Regions from separate parts of the Danio rerio genome. Here region 1 is linked to region 2. The links are chromatin contacts, called in public Micro-C maps. All regions are on one chromosome and are shown on one strand. The core of a region is the stretch at or near the end of the contact, and the rest is flanking DNA. Distances in the headings are between cores, read along the strand shown.

Region 1 (4,547 bases), core at 29-2,528, 120 kb after region 2:
AAACTTCCCGCCCTAATCATAATTCTCTTCATATAGCCGTATGCCTATTACATATCCATAAAACACTGTGATATAACCATGCTCGGATCGCTTTCTCACTGCAATCGAACCGATCCAGGGTTTGTTTCAATCGAGCCGAGACCACCTCACTCAGGCGGTCTCGGAGCGATTACTTTGGCGCGGAACAGAGCACGATTGCCCTGTTCACATATGCCAGCGAACCGCGCTAACTGGGCAATCGAGACACGTTCTAAAACAAAAGTGTAGGTGTGAAAGCACCCTAAGTCTATTTAACTGACTGTATTGTGATTACATTACAACATCAATGCTGTAAAAACAACCTTGTAAAATTGAAAATAGTCACATTTAAGCTTTCACCGGGAGTTTATAATTGGCTGAAAACACTAGCTGTGCATATACCCCATTATGAGTGTGCTCTACACTGGTGAGTGGGCGTGACAAACCAGCTTTAGGACACACTTTTCCGCTCAGTATGCTACCTAACTTAGACTTGTCATGGCATTAATATACTGCTACACTCTGGAGTACTTTTATACTTGTAAGCCGCTTCGGATAAAATTGTAAATCTAAATAAATGTAAAAATAAATGTAATCTTCAGCCGAATGAAGAGTAATCAGGAGATATTCATACTGGAAGTGAACCAATTTCTCGACTGCAAAAGCCTCCTGTTTGTTTGTTTGTTTGTTTGTTTCCTTAATTTCAACCCTCCCATTCCTGTTCTCTATTTCCAGGTTTTGCCATCTACTTCGGCTACGGCATTTGGCACAGCACTGAAGCCATGAATAGCTCGGTCCGAAAATACGAGCCGGCCCTTCAGAACAAAAGCCCCATCTATTTAGGCGGTGAGGAGAGTGAAATTGAGGGCATTTCTCCTTGATGAAGAAAAAGGAATGAAAGAAAACCCCGACAGGCATGTTTCCGTTCAAGTCTACAGATTTAATTTTATTGTAGAGACTGCCCCGAACCTCTTAATTCAGGTTGCTTTTAGCAGAAGCGTTAAGTGTTTCCCGTTAGAAGTGCAGCCTTGGCCCCTCAGTGCTGTAGATGTTGGTTTAATGTCCGTTCGGCTGCTGCTGTAATTCATAAGTACTGTAACAGCCATATTGTCTGGCAGACAATGAGCTGACTGTGTACAGGGTATTATGTTTTCATCATCGAGGTCCAAGCACATTTTTTTATTCGTGCGCGAAAAGCCTCCCGAGTCCAAACTGTTTATTGTCAACCTTGTGGTTTTTCAAGGTTGTGAAGTACAACAGAGGCCCCTAGTGTTCAGAATGTGAAAACGGCAATGCCTTCAGGCAGTATTTGAGGTCATTGGTTACAGTTAGGCGGAGGAATTGAAGAATTAAAACTGACAAAGCTTTTTTAAATATTTTAGCATGGCTGAGGTCCCATGTGTATGAGAGTCGTCCAAAGAGTGCGTGGAAAATAACATAATCGTTTCCATTTTCCTAAATATGACAGCTGTGTGCTGTATGTTGGGATCAGCCATTAAAATGATGTATTTTTAAGCGTGTATGAGAGTTTTTGAATGGCTCATAAGAGGTCAAGCCAGAAAATGTTCCATTTTACAGAAAAAACTAAAATATTTTTTTGGGAAAAACCTGTTTTATATGAATATTTATAGTTTACCCATTCACACAAGTTCCTTAGACTTGATTATACTTCAGAAAACTGTATAACAGCTATCATATTTCCAGACGCTGCTTAAAAAAGTTGCTATGTAACTATAGTTTCTGCTGAAACTACTTGCATTACCGTTCAAAAGTGGTTGTGTTTTGACCAAATATGTTTTCTTCCAGAAAACATTCAATTGTGGAAGACGTTATATATATATTTTTTTCGCAAAAGTATTAAGCAACACAACTGATTTCAACACTGAAAACAAGATGAGCTGTAAATCAGCATACTCTGACTTCTGAAATATCAACACTGAAGTAACGGCTGCTGAAAAATTGGCTGAATTTGTTTACGCAGATGTGTATACTTCAGTTAAGTGTGCAATCACACCATGTCATAATTACAGAAGCCCAAATAGTGATGAAACTTACTAGAATATACTTATACACAGACCATCATTCATTCACATTACATCTAAGGTATACTTTGACTTTTGGAATTTCAAATATGCCCTAAATTATAATAATTCACTGTTTTTGTAAAGAAAGCAGACACATATTAACGGTTAACTGTTTAATTGCCGATAAAAACTACTGCTGACTTGAAAGATTCTGAAAAGCTATATGGTTAGAAGGACTTTGAACAGTATTAGCTGAGCAGAAACTGTAGTTACCGCTCTAGCTTTGTTAGCAAGGCTAGTCTGCAATAATAACCAACTCACAGGTCAAGGGTTAAACCTAAACTTGCCTAAGGAATGAAGATCTAATGAAACAGGCTTCGAATGGCCTTTCTTTCATATCTGAAGGTGTAGATACTTGAGAAATAAGTGTCTCTATTGCTTTTATTTGTATTATTATTGTTGTTGTTTTTCATTGAAACTTGTTCTTGGCAGCTTGGCTGTTGAGCTCATGTACCGTTCTCTACTTTTGTTCAATATTGTAATGTAGTGTATTACTATTGTCACTTATCTTGTTCACACATCATATCTTTTTGATTTGTTTATATAGTATGACTATTTAACCCTTTGAGGAGCTGAGTTTCAGCTCTGTTTCAGCCAGTTTTGGTGGGTTGTGTTGTTTATTTTTGTTAGTGTGTTCAGATAATCAGATAGAAATGAAGGCTTGTCTTTAAGACAAGATGGAGGTTTAAAATCACTTTTTAAACACTATTGTTTAATTTAAAACCACTGTTGTTTTGAAACCCATTGCTCTCTTTAATGAATTAACATGATTAGAAGCCTATTTTTGTATAGCTTTACTATCTGTTTCGCAATCAACTGAGTTGTTGTTTACATGTACCAGACATGTAAAGTTTAGCATGTAAACATGTCCAAACACTGTCTGATTCCAGGCATTACAAACTTTTGATTCAATATGGAGGCTTGTGTCTCCTGTAGATCAGTGCCTGATGTTTCAAATGTACCTCAAAGTTGGTTGGTAGGTATCAAAATAAATACCAAGTCCTGTTATATGCCTTTGAGATACACTTGTAGTGTTACATGTGTCTGTTTATCAGCATATGAATATATATATATTGTTTGTCCTTGGGTTTTTTAAAACTGTAAATAGTCATGCCATGTACAAAGAAAATGACCTGTATTATAAACATTTCTGTTTTTCTTTTTTAAAATAAAATGTTTCGCAAAACAACTGTGGATTTGTGCCGTGGATTTTCAGCAAAAATATATGCGAGGGAAATCATTTTTAGATACAAAATCTTTTGTGTCACACATTTTATTGATAGTTCATCTCATCTCTCACACAAGATGAATAAATACGCAGTTAATAGTCATTTCAGTCGGCTAAATGACATGGTATTAGTCTGTAAGTAAAAAAAAAAGTACATTTCAGCAGCTACTATAATGTCGAGTGACGGGTAACAGTTTTGAAAGTGAAGTTTATTAAGAAGAACCAAAACAGGAAAAGGGGACATCAGTTCTGTAGAGATATCATGACTGACTTTAAAGAAGAAAAAGGCAGGAAACTCATATGTGCTTCCATATTAATGTAAATGTTCGGAAAAGATTAATAGTTTTCAGTTTAGCACGTTGCTAGCTTAATTTAGCAAAATGCATCACTTTTGTTTGGTCATTAAAGATCCCTTTGGTCATTAAAGTTCACCCAAATAGTTTAAATTTGATAATACATTTGCACCATTCACTTGTAGCAAAATTCTTAGTTTCTTTCTCATGTAGAATGCAAAAGAAATAATAAAAAATATTTAGAAGGATGCTGGAAACTTTTAGCTAATAAATTCCAAGATTTGGAAACACAAAGGGTGAGCAAAGTTTTAATTGTGATTTTGTTGGACGAGCTTTTAATGTTAGACATTGATTTTTAATTGTACTGAAACAAATTTAAGTGTGCGGTCTGAAGGGAAAATAACAGTTATCATATACCCTGTGAATGTCTCCCCCTTCTGTTGAATTCATGAATTCACAGGTCTCAAATACACCACTATTTATGTTTGGGTTTGATTACTTTTAAAGTCCTTTTTCATAAGAGCTGCATTTAAATGATTAAAATGTTGTTATTATAATTTTAAATGCTATTTAGTTCTCCAATCTACAGTGATGAAACCAAATTTTTTGTGCTGCTTTATATTTTTGGGGGAAATCGTGATAAACATTTAAGTAATTCATTTCAAAGATCTTCTACATAGTTTAAACGTATTAACTGTCACTTTTGATCAATTTAATGCATCCGTTTCCAGTAAATGTGTTAAAGGGTTTGTTCGCTCACCACAAAATGAACATTGTCATCATTCACCTATACTCATTTTTGCTTTCCAAAACCAAATTTGTTCATGTCCTGTGCTTTCATGAAACAAATAAACAGTTCAGCATCTGCCAAAAATCAGCAGACATGTTTCTTTCACTGGGGTTAGTTACTATTCCTCCAAAGAA
Region 2 (4,454 bases), core at 1,173-3,672:
GATCTGTTGAATACACAAACATGAATACACACCTAACATTAAAAATGTCTCTGTTATTGGCAGCCAATGAAAAGCACATTTTGCTAACATAGGTTGGTTTGAGCAAGATGTCAATATGGAAATACAGACGTGACTCATTTCAGACAGTTCAGAATAAATTGCTTCTTTTTAGGATATATGAAATGCTTGACATGCAAGTTACAATCATGATCGTTTTTAAACGTTTTAAATATTTATCAGCTTCACTGTAGAGAAATTTCTGAAAGTTGAATCTGTTAATCTGTGAGGAATCACATTCAAGCAACAAAGTAGGTTCTTCCTCTCAAGTCTAACCAGCAGGCACACAACCTCGTAAGACATTAATATTAGGTTAGATTTAGGTCATGACTTCAGGTGACCAAAATTCAATGTCTAGCCAGACAAGCTAAGCTAAATTTGTATATCCCATCCTCATATTGATTCATTTCTACCCCTTGCTTCAGGATCTCGGTATTGGGTACCTTTGGCAAGCAGCAGATTTACATGTGAATTTTAATTTGAAGAGGTGGTTGCTGTTTTTAGTACTATTAAATGTTGTCACGAAACACCAAAACACATTTTTTGAGCTATTGACAGTCGTATATGTGTCCCACACTGCTAAAAACACTATTAGGACACCTATATTTCACTAAAAGGTGTAAATTGGTTGTTTTTGCGTTATTTCAAGCAAATTCGTACTTCCTGTTTGAAACGAATTTTTGAAGCTGCGTCACGGTCATGACATAATAGCGTTGTATTCCAGCGTGCAGACTGGGCGTCTGTGCCAGAGTGTGCCTTATTACGTCTTACAGTGTGATGCATTAATGCATGAGTAAGCCTTGGTTCAAACCAATCAGCGCGCTCTATTGTGCAACTTCATTAATATTCATTAGTGTCACCGTCTTTACACCACAGAGACGCCACGTTGTGTTGGCAAAACAAGCGTGAAGTGTTGCTTTTAAATTTTGCTGCAGTTAAGTTTCGTTTTCATTTTCTCTCTGTGAGAGCTCAGACTCACGTGTGGATTAACAGTGTACGCGACGCGCGACAACAATAACTTACGTGTCTAAGGGGGATTATTGTTTACCTGAGAGCTGTTCTCATCTGCAAACGCTGAGATCCGGATTCCGGATGTAGTCTTCTCTTCAGACGCGGCTCTAGTTGCTGGTGATTGTTCTGTCTCTACAGATTTGGTAAGTGAGCGACCAGCGCTCTTTGTTTATTCAGTTTGTTCGTATCGAATTAAGTTAACTATTGCACTGAGGGCAAACATGTTAGCACCGCATTTTGTGACCGGAATAACACACGCGGCTTTCTGACGTTACCTGCCGTGTGCGTCTAAGTTTCCGGGAAATGCGGAGTTTTTTTTCTGTCATTCGCCGTGCGGTATCAAACATTGCATGAAAAATACACGCTTAGAGCAGATCCTCGAATCAAATATCGTGTTTGTCGCGAGGGACATGAATGAATTCCCTGAATGAAAGAGCCAAACTGCAGTTAAAGTCCACCAGTTAATAATTTGGCAAATAATTCCACTACAGATGTCCATGTAGGTTAAACATCATCTCTTTCTCCTGTGTGTGTATTTTGACTGAAACTCGCGCGTGCCCAAATAGACACTCCCACACCCTCCCACTTTAGTTCCTCCGACACTCCCCCCTAAACAGAGCTGGACACCCCCACTTTTCTGACTTTTTCCAAAGTGGAGGTGTGAAAACACCCTGCTGAAACGAGGGGGTTTCATGGCCCTTTAAGTGTGTGATATGTTACATATGTTGACAATCTATTACGCTGCAGAACTAATCGCGCCAAGAGGGAACAATAAAGCTTACAATATAGTAAAAGTATATATAAAAAAGAAAAGTGTCTTTAGAAAAAAAATTTTCTTGACATGTGAGTTGGTTCACATGATTCACTCCTCAGAAATGTAAGAGCAAGCATCGATGCTCCCTGAATTTCAGTGCATTGTGAAGGTTTTAAGTGCACTGAAAGTATTTTAGTATTACGACAGCCCCTAACACGGCCTACTCCCTGATAACTGCCCTTACTACTGAACAAGAGAGCTGACTGTGACAGCCTCTGAGTATTTTTTACACCCTGAAGAAAGATAGATATCTGTAACAAACGTAAATGAACTGCTTTCATGACTGAAAAGGTGATATTTGACAGCAGATGGCGCCATTCTCCATGTTTTTGACTGACACAAACATGTCGATTCTCTTTCATTCTTTGAGTCGTTCACCTGTTGCATTTTTGATCCCTTTTCTCACTTCACTCCGTTCGGAGCGCAGTGACACCAGGCTCTCCTTGATTTCTTCTTTCTCTTTCTCCAGCTGCTCTTTCTCATTTAGAAACCGTCGTGCGTCTTCTTCCGCCCTCGTTTTTCCATATTTACCATAGTGATTCACAGCTAAAATAGGACAAAGTCAGTCAAAATTTACATTTCATAAGTATTAAAGTTAAAGAACACTATAGCCTATATGATACTCGAAATGCAAACGTACAGGAGCCGTGTCGCTTCACTGTGATCTGAGTGTCACCCTTGGCTGTATCCACACTGGACATGGAGGAATAACGCTTCAGTTTTGACTCATTCTCCTCCGCCTGCTGGAAAATGAGACGTAATTATAGTTTGTGTAGAAACAAAACTTGGAAGAACCTTCTGTAAACATCTAAACTTCCTGCCTTTCAGTAAGTTAGGATGTACTTAAGCATTACACCGTGTGTTTATTTAAGGCTTTTTTTAGAAGAAGTTCCTTTTATAAAGAAACATATTTGCATTGTCTGAAGATTTGTTGCTGACTAGACATAACAAAAGGCTGTTGCAGAACATTATCACACAACACCGACAGAAGTGGTTGTTGCTGGATTTCACGGCAATGGAAAAGCGAACTAAAACTCTGTGGTGAAAAACTGAAACTTACTTTTTAATAACAAAACATCTCAGAAACCAAATCAAATCAGTTTTCATTATGCTTTTGAATGTAAGAATGTACACACCTGTAAACACTAAGATTTATTCAAATGTTTCTCCTGTTCTCATTTATACAATCAAAAATTCATTTAAAACTGCAATAATGTGCAATATTATTACATTAAAGATTTAATTCAATAATAAAAGATCGATTTAACATAAATGTCACATTATAGACATTTTCTTTTTATTTCAGGTGTGCTACATTGTGAGCTAAACTTCTTACCAGGATACTTTCATAGGGAACTTCATCGTACATCCGTGGGTCTGAAGTTGCCCATCTATAGCATAAAAAAAACTTTGCATGAAAAATATTATTCAAAAACACACATTTCTGTCCACATTCCAAAAGAAACACGCTCAATGAAGCACTCTCTCTGAGACGTTTAACCCAGATGACTTAAACTACACAAAAAATATATTTTTTTAAATGAATGGGGAGATGATCACTGTGAACCCCCTGAATCATTCAGATTTACTTAATTTACCTGATAAAGTCTTGTCACCTATTCAAGTTTTAGGAACAACAAATAATAACTTGATCATTTGGTATCAGAAGTGGCTGATATGAAAGGCAAAGGCCTCTAGATTACGCTTATTTTTACCAAAATAAAATATGATCAAGCCTTGATTTTTAAGGACAGTAAGGTCTGACTTTGCTTAGACAAAAATCTTGCCACTTAACAGAAATAATGTGCAGTATAGAATTTAAAGCCATGGTGCAGTACAACTGGGATCGGCGACAAGACTTTTTTCAGGTAGTGTAGAAGGCAAAGCAGTTTAATATCACTAACAAAATACAGTACAAGCAATAATGCCACTCATCAAAGACAGCGACTACACTACTTAAGACAACACAATAAATCCTAATTATTTGTTTCAGCCGTCATGGACGTCTATGATCATGCCTTCAAACGGTGCATCCTACAAAGGATGCAGCCCCTAAACAGCTTGTATTCTCAGCTATACTCACAGAAAAGAGTTTCTTGCTGCATTCTGTATGCTACTGATGGTGTCCACATCCACATAGTCATAATGCAGCTCCTCGGGGACGGTGGCGCTTCCTGCTTCAGCCAACAAAACACCTAGCCAGCGACCCATCTCCACAGAACAGCTCGCCTGAGGTTAATTACAAAACCAGATGAGCAAAGTGTCTTGACAAACTTTTTTAACATCAATTAGCCTTCTGTTAGCAAGAATTAGCACGTTTCTAACATGAAGTACTACGATTTTAACAATTCATAATAATTCACTGCTAATTCATGCTACAAACTTCTTGATTCTCTTAGAAGTAAAGGTAGTCAATGGGAGCTGTCAAATGGGCCAGTACATTTTTAAACGGTACATATTTGTACCTAAAGGGTCCATAATGGTACCTCAAATATACTTTTTAGGGACATTTGGGTACTAATATGCACCTTTTAGGTACCACTGTGGACTATGTGGTTACCAATATGTATCT

Evidence for each region. Hi-C and Micro-C count contacts between places; a contact is called where the count stands out from the background.
Region 1: a contact with region 2 is called in a Micro-C map of caudal fin, with 7 times the contacts expected there. The contact joins two enhancer-like sites. A contact is called at or near these places in 3 of 18 Hi-C or Micro-C datasets (caudal fin, hematopoietic stem cells and an unstated tissue) and 1 of 4 datasets of contacts at active chromatin or transcription factors (embryo).

The regions. Positions count from the first base shown.
Region 1 is chr21:33,192,208-33,196,754 of GRCz12tu, forward strand. It overlaps slc7a3a (solute carrier family 7 member 3a), which reads left to right. Exons shown (of 12, transcript NM_001007329.2): 12 at 754-3,291. The coding sequence ends at 899. Among named protein-coding and RNA genes, the nearest start is that of rab39ba, 8.7 kb to the right of the region's middle. Within about 2 kb of position 1,279, at least 13 of the 62 cell types and tissues checked have an H3K27ac peak or open chromatin away from gene starts, as enhancers often do. A contact at or near this core is called in caudal fin, where this site is marked.
Region 2 is chr21:33,070,344-33,074,797 of GRCz12tu, forward strand. It overlaps afap1l1b (actin filament associated protein 1-like 1b), which reads right to left. Exons shown (of 19, transcript NM_001077287.2): 13 at 3,966-4,111; 14 at 3,219-3,273; 15 at 2,523-2,616; 16 at 2,261-2,428; 17 at 1-3. Among named protein-coding and RNA genes, the nearest start is that of grpel2, 9.3 kb to the left of the region's middle. Within about 2 kb of position 2,423, at least 8 of the 62 cell types and tissues checked have an H3K27ac peak or open chromatin away from gene starts, as enhancers often do. A contact at or near this core is called in caudal fin, where this site is marked.